3 separate regions of the Mus musculus genome follow, and all the other regions are linked to region 3. Evidence: chromatin contacts called from public HiChIP or PLAC-seq and Micro-C data. All regions are on one chromosome and are shown on one strand. Each heading gives the region's core, a stretch centred on a gene start, on an enhancer-like site or on the middle of the called end of the contact. The rest is flanking DNA. Distances are from core to core; before and after follow the strand shown.

The links. Hi-C and Micro-C count contacts between places; a contact is called where the count stands out from the background. HiChIP or PLAC-seq counts read pairs in DNA pulled down with a chosen protein or histone mark.
Region 1: a Micro-C map of embryonic stem cells shows a contact between it and region 3, with 4 times the contacts expected there. The contact joins the promoter of Ranbp17 here to the promoter of Fgf18 in region 3. A contact is called at or near these places in 1 of 39 promoter capture datasets (neural stem cells), 1 of 484 Hi-C or Micro-C datasets (embryonic stem cells), 4 of 115 datasets of contacts at active chromatin or transcription factors (astrocytes, embryonic basal ganglia, embryonic stem cells and 1 more) and 1 of 9 other capture datasets (pancreatic islet).
Region 2: a contact with region 3 is called in a FOXA1 HiChIP or PLAC-seq map of pancreatic cancer cells. The contact joins the enhancer-like site here to the promoter of Fgf18 in region 3. A contact is called at or near these places in 4 of 39 promoter capture datasets (the 3T3-L1 cell line, embryonic stem cells, frontonasal cranial neural crest and 1 more), 1 of 15 datasets of contacts at CTCF or cohesin (embryonic stem cells), 2 of 115 datasets of contacts at active chromatin or transcription factors (embryonic midbrain and pancreatic cancer cells) and 4 of 9 other capture datasets (adipose tissue, embryonic stem cells, liver and 1 more).

What each region holds. Positions count from the first base shown.
Region 1 is chr11:33,511,791-33,516,039 of GRCm38.p6, reverse strand. It overlaps Ranbp17 (RAN binding protein 17), which reads left to right and starts at 2,287. Exons shown (of 28, transcript NM_023146.3): 1 at 2,287-2,438. The coding sequence starts at 2,421.
Region 2 is chr11:33,600,002-33,604,089 of GRCm38.p6, reverse strand. No RefSeq gene overlaps it. Among named protein-coding and RNA genes, the nearest start is that of Gabrp, 23 kb to the right of the region's middle. Within about 2 kb of position 2,534, at least 11 of the 459 cell types and tissues checked have an H3K27ac peak or open chromatin away from gene starts, as enhancers often do. A contact at or near this core is called in pancreatic cancer cells, where this site is marked.
Region 3 is chr11:33,145,960-33,149,766 of GRCm38.p6, reverse strand. Fgf18 (fibroblast growth factor 18) reads left to right here and starts at 2,367. Exons shown (of 5, transcript NM_008005.2): 1 at 2,367-2,525; 2 at 2,686-2,722. The coding sequence starts at 2,494. RefSeq lists an enhancer at 1,762-1,792 and promoters at 1,607-2,550, 1-2,550.

The DNA.
Region 1 (4,249 bases), core at 1,038-3,537, 370 kb before region 3:
AACTAACACACAAAACCAGGCCAAATACCAAAAAATGGAATGACTCAGTGGTTGAGATATTGGAACTACTGTATAAGAATTCTACATGTGATCAAAATATTAAGAAAATAGTAAAAAGGAAAAGAATTTGATCAGATCCATGAAAATTATTTAGACAGTAGAGGGACCCAAATGAAAAATTTGGAATTGAAACTATAATAATTAATTAATTTACAAGGGGGGGCTGGAGACATGGCTCAGAGGTTAAGAGCACTGACTGCTCTTCCAGAGGTCCTGAGTTCAAATCCCAGCAACCACATGGTGGCTCACAACCATCTGTAATTAAATCAGACACCTTCTTCTGGTGTGTTTGAAGACATATAAATAAATTAAATTAAAAAAATTTTAAAAATTTACAAGGGGTTGTATAGCAGTTTAGACATAGTAGAAGTGAATTTCTCCTGAATGGGCAACAGGTCAGTAGAAAATATTCAGTGCATATTAAGCATGTGCATATGCGCGCGCACGAGCACACACACACACACACACACACACACACACACACAAGAAATATGGAGACCAGTTCAAGAAGAAAGAATAATGTAGCAAAAAGTTTTAGCATACATGTAACACAATGAAAGGAAGAAGGGAGAACAGAACAGTATTTAAACGAAATACTGGGGGTTTGATCGGTGGCTCAGAGGTTAAGAGCACTGACTGCTCTTCCAGAGGTCCCGAGTTCAATTCCCAGCAACTACATGGTGGCTTTCAATCATCTGTAATGGGATTTGATGCCTTCTTCTGGTGTGTCTGAAGATAGCAACAGTGAATTCATACACACACACATACAATCTTAAAAAAAAATAAAAGAAATACTGGTTAATATTAAAAAACTGATGAAGATGTCAGATCACACGAGAACAACTATTAATTTCAAGTAGGATGAATATAACACATAGACTTAGTGACAAACTGAAACTGGTCAAAAACAAAGTGAAAGAAAAAAACTTCAAGTACTCTAGAGTATATTATCTAAAGGTGCAATAATTAAGATTGATGGCTAACTCTTCAACTGAAACAATGTAAACCAGAAGACAATGAAATATCATCTTTAAAGTATCAAAAGATTAAAAAACTAAAGCCCAAAAGGCTATTATGGAATTTTATACCCAGCAAAACTACCTTTAAAATTGATGAAATGAGCCGGGCGTGGTGGTACATGCCTTTAATCCCAGCACTTGGGAGGCAGAGGCAGGCAGATTTCTGAGGCCAGCCTAGTCTACAAAGTGAGTTCCAGGACAGCCAGGGCTATACAGAGAAACCCTGTCTCGAAAAACAAAACAAAACAAATGCTTTCAAATTAACAAAAGCTGAGAGAATTTGTTAATATACCTAAGTTGTAAGAAACATTTCAGGAAAATTTCCCCTTAAATACATAAAAAGGCTGTTAAATAGAAGCATTGAACTCTGGAGAAATGAAGAACACTGGTAATGAGCAACTCTGATTCGATATATCTGCTCAATAACTCCTATTCCCATGAAATAATTTGGTGTAAAATATAAGTTCATGTGAAAGTGTAGACAAGGAGTTACAGACAAGCCAGAATTTTATAATTTTAATGCCTCATACACAATGTCAGCTTAACTTACTCAAAAAGTTAAAAAAATAAACAATGGGAGTTGGGCATTGGGGAACAAGAGTTAAGGATAGCATATGGGGGGGGGGGTCAAAGGCTGTGTGTTAGAGGAACAGAACATCTGTGCAGATGTGGGATTTGGGAGTCATGTATTTGTTTCAGAGTTCTGTCAGGAATCAATATGGCTTGTGGTAGACTTAAGGTTTATTATTATGTGTATGAAAGCGATGCAGGTGCCTGCTAAAGCAGTTGGATTTCCACAAGCTGGAGCTACATGCAGTTATGAACATGTGGGAGGGTGCTCTCCACTGCTGAGCAGTCTCTTCGCCTATCTACCACAGATTTAGGAGCCAAAGTGGGCAGTAACACACACCACCTATGCCTGCACTCAGGCCGCATGCAGATGACTGTGACTTCAAGTTCGAGACCAGCCTGGTTCACGTATTACAGTATTCATAGTGAGACCGACGACCCAGTCTCCAAAACTAAGTGGGCAGCTGAGGCGGGCAGTTGGGTCGTGGTGGTGAGTTAAAAGTTAAAGGTCAGAGGTCAGAGGCTCACTCTGAGGATGCAGCGGTTGTAAAAGGAGCGCACCGGCGGTTGGGCGGAGGAGCCCGAAGGACACGCCCCCTCCTCCCCGCGCTCCGCCGGCCCCGCCCAGTCCCGCTGCGGGCTCCGAGCGGAGCGCGCCGAGCACTGGGAGCGAGCGGCTTGGGGGGATCCCGCGGCGGCCGGGCTCGCGCGGCGCCTTCGCTCCCCCTCCCCTCGGCCCTCGGGCCGCGCGGCCTGCGCCGCTCCGGGAAGATGGCGCTGCACTTTCAGGTCAGTGCGCCGGGCTGTGGGCCTGGAGCTCCAGGCCGCGACCCCGAGCCCAGCCCCTTGCCTGGGAACGGTGTGGGGCGGGCGCAGAGGAGCGGGCTACGCTCGGCCGCGGAGTACGCTCTGGTTGGCGCGGCTGTAGCGGCGTCCCGGCAGGTGGGAGCTGGGGCGGAGGGGCCGCCATCCGGCCCTTACGCCCAGCCCGCGGTCGCTGTTCGCCCCGGGAGCTTGAGCTCGGAGGCCGGGACGGCGGGAGCAAGGCAGCGGGGCCAGAGGACTGTCATTGGCCGGAGGCGGGCGCGGGTCGGGGCGCGGCGCGACCGGGAGCGCGCAGCCTCATTGGTGGAGCCTCGGGGCTGGGCGCCGGCTACGCTGAAGGGATGCGGGTCTGTCCGGTGGCTCCCGCACTCTGCCGGTCTTCATCCCACAGAAGTATACTGAGCCTCTCCGCTGTGCATCTCCTGTGGCGGAACGTTCTCGGGATGCAGGGCGACGTCAGCTACCACCCTCGTCCTTTTAGAGCGCGCGATAATTGCTGCACACGTGAAGACTGTTATGGTAGAATTAGTCACGGGATATCGCGGGAGCACAGAAAGGGGGCAGTCCATCCGTAGGTGGAGTGGAGTCTCCACTTGTTACTGGGTTCCTACTGATGGTACATAAGCCTCTGGGCAAACTCGCTGCCTTGTACTCTCAGGGACGTGGGACTCTAGCGGGAATTGTAGGAACTGTATGTAGATACCCAGGTAGTGAGGGAAGAAAGACTACAGACTAAAGACGGTGTGGGCAAAGCAAAGAATTGTGGAAGACCGTTGCATACTGTGAAAATCTGTTCTTGCATCCTAAGATTGATTTGAAAAGTTGTGGATGGCAGAAGACCTTAGAGAAGTAGGCGGGATCTTAGTGACAGTGTATCTGAATGCCCCTTCCCCTTGTAGATTTACATGGATCCGATGGTCCGTCCCATGGACTTAGTGCTTTCTTACTTCTAAAGTAATTTAGAACCAGGAAATAGACCCACATTTTATCTTTTTTACTTACTGTTATCTTTTTATTTACTGTTTTGTTTTGTTTTATTTTTAAGGGTTCCCCAGCTCGGAATTAGCTATTTGTTATCACTTTAGTAAATAGATGTCTTGTGCAGAACTTTTGCAGGAAGAATCTCACAGAGATTACTTACTGTGAATTGGAAATAGATATTCAGATGTTCATAGTGCAGGTGTAAGTCTTGAGTAAATCAGAAGGCGTACAAGAACTTTGGAACCTTTTTGGACTTAGACGATGCCTGGTAAATCGCCAAGCCCTGGAAACTGCCTTCATCTCCAAGTGCAATATTACACAAGTGAGATGTTGGTGCCCAAACTGGTCGTATCATTCCTAGAAATATACACTAAGGTGACATTTTAAGGCATTGTTTCAGTGTCTTCTTCACACTTGGTAATTATGTAGCTCCACGATATAACTACTGTCCACAGGGCAGAGTTGCATGTGTAGACCGCCAGTTCCATGCTTTTACCCTTAAGTCCTTGCTTGCCTCAGTTTCTTGGAAGGCAGAGGAAGATACCATTCCTAGAGATTCAATCAGGATCATCCTGGTTAGGGAGCAGTAAGAAACAGGGCTGGATGATCTTTTGGGAGGCATTCTGAGTGGAGGAACAGAATGAGGAAAGATAGAATTATTATAGTATTATGACAATGATGTTGGTAAAAAGCTTAGTGTTTTAGGATGTCAGCCTAGGACTCTTGCGTGTTTTGCTTGATGAATAGTTCTGGAATCAAAGACTGTTAGTGATGATCTAGCTCCTCCCTTGGGC
Region 2 (4,088 bases), core at 1,285-3,784, 450 kb before region 3:
GGAGGAGGAGGAGGAGAGGAGAAGGAGGAGGAGGAAGAGGAGGAGGAGAAGGAAGAGGAGGAGGAGAAGGAGGAGGAGGAGGAGGAGAGGAGGAGAAGGAGGAGGAGGAGGAGGAAGAGAAGAAGAAGAAGAAGAAGAAGAAGAAGAAGAAGAAGAAGAAGAAGAAGAAGAAGAAGAAGAAGAAGAAGAAGAAGAAGAAGAAGAAGAAGAAGAAGAAGAAGAAAAGAAAACCTGAACTAGGCCTAGACATTCTTTTGACTCAGCATCCACAAAATCTTCAGTCTGGAGCAGTACAGTGTTTGAAGTGACAGTCTGCCCTCACCTGAGATAAGAGTCCTTGCCTGTACACACACATACAATGTGCAGGATGATTGTAAAAGAGTCCCTGCTCCACAGCACTGGTGGCTCTTCTCTAGAAATGCAGAAGGTTGGTCAGTTGGCATCTTGCTGAGAGAAGCCTGCTTAGTGTAAAGGTTTCAGGGAGCATTTTTCAGCCCAATGAAAGAAAGGAGCATGAGGGAAAACTGAAGTGGCTGGGGAAGGGATTCAGGTCCTTGATCCTTCCGCCACAGGACCAGCACACTCTCTTTCCTATCTTTCCTCACCTTATTTCTCCTGAAGGGGACACACCTTTTTTCTCAACCAATGGCATTTTTTTTTCTGGATACTATTTGCTGTTAGCTGCTTAGTTTTCAAGAATGCTTTTGTTTGTTTATACACCCTTCATGTCAAGAGTTTCTCGGCAATCTGTAAGAGTTCACACAGTATGGTTGAGAGGCTGTGAAGGGGCAAGCTTGGAATCTGAGCTTAAGTCCCCATTGCTCAAGAAGGGAGGGAGGGAGGGAGGGAGGGAGGGAGGGAGGGAGGGAGGGAGGGAGGGAGGGAGGGAGGGGAGGGAGGGAGGGAGGGAGGGAGGGAGGGAGGGAGGGAGGGAGAGAGAGAGAGGGAGGGAGAGAGAGAGAGAAAGAAAGAAAGAAAGAAAGAAAGAAAGAAAGAAAGAAAGAAAGAAAGAAAGAAAGAAAGAAAGAAAACTTGCTGTGGCTCTGTTCACCTGCAACCCCAGTGCTGTCCAGGTAGGGAGAGTGGGGCCACTGGGGCTTGCTAAGGGTCTCAAAGGAACCATGCAGAGGTGGAATAGGCACTTGCTGTCCTACACATACATACACACACACACACACACACACATTCTAGGCCTTTCCAAGTCAGCAACCTGGTTTGGCCAGTTCTCTGAGAGCTGACCAGCCTTTGCGAAAATTGACTCATACCAACCAAACCCACAAAGGCTTTTGTAGGAATAAGGATTAACCCACAGAGTTACAACAAGGACAAAGAGGAGGAGGGTGAGGGAGGGAGGGAGGGAGAGAGAGAGAGGGAGGGAGAGAGAGAGAGAAAGAAAGAAAGAAAGAAAGAAAGAAAGAAAGAAAGAAAGAAAGAAAGAAAGAAAGAAAGAAAGAAAACTTGCTGTGGCTCTGTTCACCTGCAACCCCAGTGCTGTCCAGGTAGGGAGAGTGGGGCCACTGGGGCTTGCTAAGGGTCTCAAAGGAACCATGCAGAGGTGGAATAGGCACTTGCTGTCCTACACATACATACACACACACACACACACACACATTCTAGGCCTTTCCAAGTCAGCAACCTGGTTTGGCCAGTTCTCTGAGAGCTGACCAGCCTTTGCGAAAATTGACTCATACCAACCAAACCCACAAAGGCTTTTGTAGGAATAAGGATTAACCCACAGAGTTACAACAAGGACAAAGAGGAGGAGGGTGAGGGGAGGAGGAAGGGAGAGAGAGAACTTGGGAGGAGGGAGGGAGAGAGAACGTGGGAAGGGGAAGGGAAAGAAAGTGACAGGGGTTAGAGGAGGGAGAGGAAGGAAAGTGTCTCTACTGATGTCTCTGTATCACTTCCTGGCCTGAAATGAAAGTCTAGGAGGATGTGTGTCTGAAGGAGAGGGGCTAGCACCTTGCTCTTCACAACTTAGAGTCCTTGGGAGACCTACCATCTAAATACCCATCTGAAAACCCATCTGGCCAGCCCCAGCCTTGTCTCCGCTGGAAGGCCCTCATAACATCCCGCAGTCCTCTATGGTGTTCTTTCTTTTCAAGGCTTCTGGGTGACTGATCTCTCTGTAAAACTACTAGTCCTCAGTGCCCTCAGGGTTCTAGGGGTTTTCATCCCAAGGTTTCCCACCCGGCTCCTGGGTCAGCTCCATTCCATCTGGGGCTTTCCAAAGACAGCCTCTTAGACTATGTTTATAGGTGGTTTTCGTCCGTGTGCCTTATTTAAATAATATTCTGTAACTTGTAAGGGGTTAACTTTATTCTAAATTATAGGGGTGAGGAGTGGCCTCTCTCTAGCTGGCAGGAATTGTTTATTTACTGGCTCATTCAGTAAATTGCTGTTTATGGAGCAGAGTCGGGCCCTGGCCTCCAGCAGGTGTTTTCCAGTTTAATTACACATTAACCGTAATGGTTACAGACACCAAAAGAGCCCACGAAAAGTGAAGGGATTGACAGTGCGGGGCCCCAAGCACAGGCAAGTGGCTGGCTCACGTTCTCAGCAATCCGACATATCTGTTCAAAAGGAGAGCGTGCACAGAGGCAAACATTGCTCATAGTTAATCATCAAGAAATACCGATATTTGGATCCAATTTCTCACAGTCTTCCAGAAAGGCAGACATCAGGACTCCCCAGATACACGTATATTTTGATCCATTGTTTTAACCAATTCAAGCAGAGAGAGCGGCATTGTACAAACAAGTGTAAGTAATTGCTCTCTGGCCAGAGAAAAAAGCGGATGTGGGGCCATTTTCCCTCAGGTTTGGGCTAGGAGCCGAACGGTTACAGAAAACATAGAAACCCGAACTGAATTTAAATTTTGGACAAATGTCAAAGGAGCATGACTCGAAATATTGATCATCATTCTGAAGTTCAGACTTCCCTTAGATGTTCATTGTTTGTATTTGCTAAGTCTGGCAGCCTCTGTGGGAATGACAGAAAAATATAAACTCATCCTTCAAGGTGAGTTACAGATAAATCTTACTGCAGTTGCGTGCGGCCTCTGAATTAGTGCTTGTCAAGCTCAGCCCTCTGCTGGCTCTTGTGGCTTACTTGACAACATGCATGCTACTGTGTCCTCCTGAAGCCCCTGCCCATGTCCCCATGCTAGTGCCTTCATCCTGACCACCTCAGGGTCTTTCTGGGACACACTCTTGCCCTCAGCCTCTGGTCTCCCACATAGGCTGCCTTGTTTACCCTTCAAGAGCTAGTTCAGTTTCTGCCTACCTGAGCCTTTCCAGGATCCCCAGAAATTTTATACACAAAACCCTCCCTCCTTTCCCTCATCAACTCCTTCCTCTACAATGGCTTTTAGTGTGTTCCCCTGGGATTGTGTGCTCGGAGCTCAGTTCCCAGTGTGACACTGTTGAGGGGTGACGTGACCTCTTCTGAGCAGGGCCCAGAGGAAAGACAGATGACGGGTCTCTCCTCCAGAGTCTCGCCTCCTGTCCTGCCCAGTGTTCTCCCCTTCCACTGGTGTTCCTTCTTGTGGGCTATCACTACAATGAGGTGATGCAGATAGGCATCCCTAAAGATCCAGTGCCATGCTATTTGTATTGATTGCAGTCTCCCAACTTGTGAACTAATAAAGCCCCTAAGTACCCAGCCTCTGGCATTGTGTTACAGCAACAACAACAGCAACAAAAACTGGATTAGTAAGTAGACGTTCCTTCCCTCAATCACAAATTCATGTCTACAACCTTTTCTCTTATTTAATTGATTGCTGTTCAAGAGATATCCTTCTCACCATGGTTTGTACATCTTTGGGTCCCAAGTGCTGAGAGCACTGCCACAAACTGTGGCCCAGAGTAGATATAAGTCAATGTTGGCCTAATGAGAAACCACATTTCAATCCAAGAGCATTTCCCCAGCTCATAAGTTATGTGATCAGGACTGCTCACAACCTGCAAAGAGACCCACACACCATCAGATGGGACAGGACAGTCGCTGTGGAGGGGTCAGTATAGAACAATGTTAACATTCTCTCCTTGGGAGCAAGTCTCAGGTAGGCACCTGCTTCAGGGGTATCC
Region 3 (3,807 bases), core at 1,118-3,617:
GAAGAACATTCAAGTCTAGGACTAACTATGCCACATGTGCAGGTACTCAAATACTCAACTGCTGAGCCAGCTCAGTAGCCCCTATCCCTTTTCTGAGACAGGGCCTATGTAGCACCCAGGTGGACCACTAGCTGGCTGAACCCAAGCATAAGCCTGAGCTGATCTGCAGCTTCTACCTGAGTGGCTGGGATCACATAGAGCTGAATGCTTCTATCCATTTTCTAGTGGGTGTTGGGAATTGAACTGTGAGTCTACCAAGCTACACCCCCCAGCACCAGAACTTTTGATTCTTGAATTAATGTCCTCAGACCACCAAATTTTTGGGACTGTCTTGTGTGATGACTGAGGTCATCAAACCACTGTAGGTGGGACAATAGTTACCCATTGTATTCAAAAGTAATGAAAAACTAATAAAGTGCAGATAGGAAAAAATTAATTTTAGCCAGAAGATACATGAAACATGTCAGCAGATACACGTGTGCCAGTCTGTAAAGCAAGACCACTTTTTGGTTCAGCCCTATTTGTGGTTTGTCATTTCACTCTATTGGTTGGTTGGTTCCAGAATTTAGGAAGTTACTAGTAACTTTGCAAGGCTAGTTCAGGCAGCCCAGACAATAAACATAAAATCAACTTCCTTTCATGCAACAATTCTCTCAACAACTCGATTTCGCAAAGGTTTTCAGGATTTGTTTTTAATACTGCCCCCTTAGCCTCAACTTTGAAAAAGAACTGAAAGTCGCTTACAGGGAGGTCTGGTCCTTGGAACAAATACTATGTTTCTATAACTTGAGAAATAACACCACCGAGCAGCACCTTCTTCACTTTGCTCCAGCGAACGGGGAATAACAACCACAGCTACGGACACAAGGCCTTTAAATCAAATAATCCGAATTCCTGAGTTTTGCATTTTGAGCTCGTTCTCTAGTTTCTTGCCCACTGTGACCTGTTTGTTTTAGCATCAGTCCAAAGCAGAACTTGGCTGACCCAGGCTCTAGACAGAATGAGGCAGGCCTCTGACAACAATATCTACATTTGGGGGTTAATGGAAGGACAGAAAAAGTTCAGGGTTGGTGATCAAGGGCAGGAAAACTAGCTGCTTAGATTGCGAACTGAAGAGGACCTGGAGTGAGCGCTGACCAGAGTCCTGGCTACTCCCAGGCATGTAGCCATTCAGGGGCGAGGTTACAGCGACATTTTTGAGCCGCTAGGTGGTAGCCGTGTGCTTCCAAAACCCGGGTCACCTAACTAGAGAACGCAGCTGGAATCCCTAGAACCGACCTTAGAGTCCCAGAGCGGGGGAAGGGAGAGAGACGCCCCTGAGACTTTGCCATCTCCTACGGCAAAACAGAAGAAGGCGTTACTTAGCGTAGTCATCCCACGGTGGTGGTTGTGGTGGTGGTGCGTGTGTCTGGGAAAAGCCACTATCTTGCGTGGCCTAAGGGTAAGGGTAAACACGACTCCTTTCAGTTGAGTCACCCCACCGGGCGGGCCTCGTCTGTCCTCCCCTTGCTTCCCAACTCTAGTGGATGTGAATATGAACAGCAAATGTGAGCATTCTTTGGGAACCCCGCCTGCTCCATTCGGCCAATATTAGCCTTGTGTCGGAGAGCTCCGACGGCTTCCAGCGCTCACCAGGTCCAGCTTCGTGGGTTCTGCCATGCTGAACGGCCAGTCCCATTGCCGACAGTATTGAGTGCCTCCCCTCCAACCCTGAGCCGCCAGAAGGAGGAGGCAGCGGAGAGGCCGCGGCAGGCAGGCGAGCAGGCAGGGCCGGCTTTGATGTGGGCGCGGCGCACCCAGCCGCGCTGAGCGCCCGTCCGGCCGCGCCCCGAGGGGGGAGCCCCCGGGCCCCGCATCCTCATTGTGCCGGCGCGGGCCCGGACCCGCCCCTGGCCCCCCGCCCCCTCGCCGCCCTCGCGTAGAAAACGCCCCGGCCGCCGCCAGCGGTGGGAGGCGGCGATGCGCACGGCCGGAGAGACACAGAGGAGGAGACATGAGCCGGCGGGCGCCCAGACGGAGCGGCCGTGACGCGTTCGCACTGCAGATGCGCGCCCCAGCCTCGGAGCGCTGACCCCGGCCCCGCTAGCCTCGCGTCCCGGTTGCGGCGCCTCTGCCGCAGCACCCGCCGTGCATGCTGCCCCTGGACTGAACCCGCAGCCCGCGTCTCGCGAACGTCCAGACGGCCCTCCCGTCCGCCCGCTTCAGTCCAGCTTCCCCGCACCGGCCGGGCTCCTCCCGCACCGCGTTCGCCCCACAGCCCCCGCGCCGGCTCGGAGGGCGCAGCGCTCCGGAGGAGCCGCGCGGGGCGCTGATGCCGCAGGGCGCGCCGCGGAGCGCCCCGGAGCAGCAGAGTCTGCAGAAGCAGCCGGCAAGGAGGGAGCAGCAGCAGCGGCGGCGGCGGCGGCGGCGGCGGCGGAGGCGCCCGGTCCCGGCCGCGCGGAGCGGACATGTGCAGGCTGGGCTAGGAGCCGCCGCCTCCCCCCCCGCCCCGCGATGTATTCAGCGCCCTCCGCCTGCACTTGCCTGTAAGCACCCGCCCGGGTCTGGCCACCCTGCCTGGATGCCTGTCCCTGTGCGTGTGTGGCTCTGTCTGTCTGTCCGCCCGACTTTCTGCTACGTGTCTGTCTGTCTATCTGTGCCCCTTCCTCGGATCTCACTGACCTCCTCTCCCTCTTTCTCCCGCAGGTGTTTACACTTTCTACTGCTGTGCTTCCAGGTTCAGGTACGTGGGCTCCTGAGAGTCGAGTCGTGTCTCTCCCCCACCCCCCTGCCAACCCCAGCGCGCTCTTCTTCGAGGTGCTGGCCGACCCCCCTTCCCGGGACCGCGCCCCCTCTCGGTGCCCCACCCCTCCTGGGCAACAAGCCCAGTGCACCTGTTCCCAGGGCGCAGAAGGGCGGCTTCGCGCGCGTCCTGCGCTGGCGGTATCAGGCCAAGGGCTAGGAGCTACTGCTTGAGCCAGTGCAGACTGTCGCGGCCTCGGTCAGCCTCGGTAGGGAAATCTCTCAGAGTCGGAGGGCTGACTCTGGCCCGAGTGATGTGTGGGACTCCAACCTCCGACCACAGCTGGCGAGGTAGGGACCTAGAGGTTTTTATGCCAACTGTCCCTTTACGGCTTGCTTGTCCCTGCAGACAAAAAGGTTGTTTTCAGCTAAGTGGATTTTGAGTCCAGAGAGAGAGAGCTTTAGTTGTAAATTACTCTGTGTGTGTGTGTGTGTGTGTGTGTGTGTGTGTGTGTGTGTGTGTGTGGAGAGAGAGAGAGAGAGAGAGAGAGAGAGAGAGAGAGAGAGAGAGAGAGAGAGTTCTCCCCATCCTGCTGCGCTCTGCTCCACATGTCCTTGCCCAAGGTGGTGCAGCCCAGGGCTTGTTCCCTGCCTGGTCCCCGTTCGCTCTCTGTGAATCAGAAAAGGGCTTGGCGCTCAGCCTGGAAAGCACTTGCTAAAATCTGATCTGTTACTTCAGCAGCTTTCAGACTCGGGAAGGTCTTGGCACACAGACAGTTGGAATGCTCTGGCTTCCAAAGCCGTGGAAATGAAGGAAAAGGGGGGGGGGGGTAGGGAGTCGACTTCAGCCCCGATTAGAACCAGACCAGGGCTGCCTCAGCATGGTGTGTGTGGGGCGGGGTGTGTGTGTGGGGGGGGGTGGCAATAAGAATAGGAAACACCAGCTGCCCAATACCTCCACCTACCTACAGCTACAAGGGAGGGGACCCAGAATAAACTGGACATAGGCCAAAAGAGGATTATCTGTCCCCTCCCCCTCTCCGTGAAAGGCAGGTGTCCTTGCAGGGCTAATGGGAAGATGCTTGG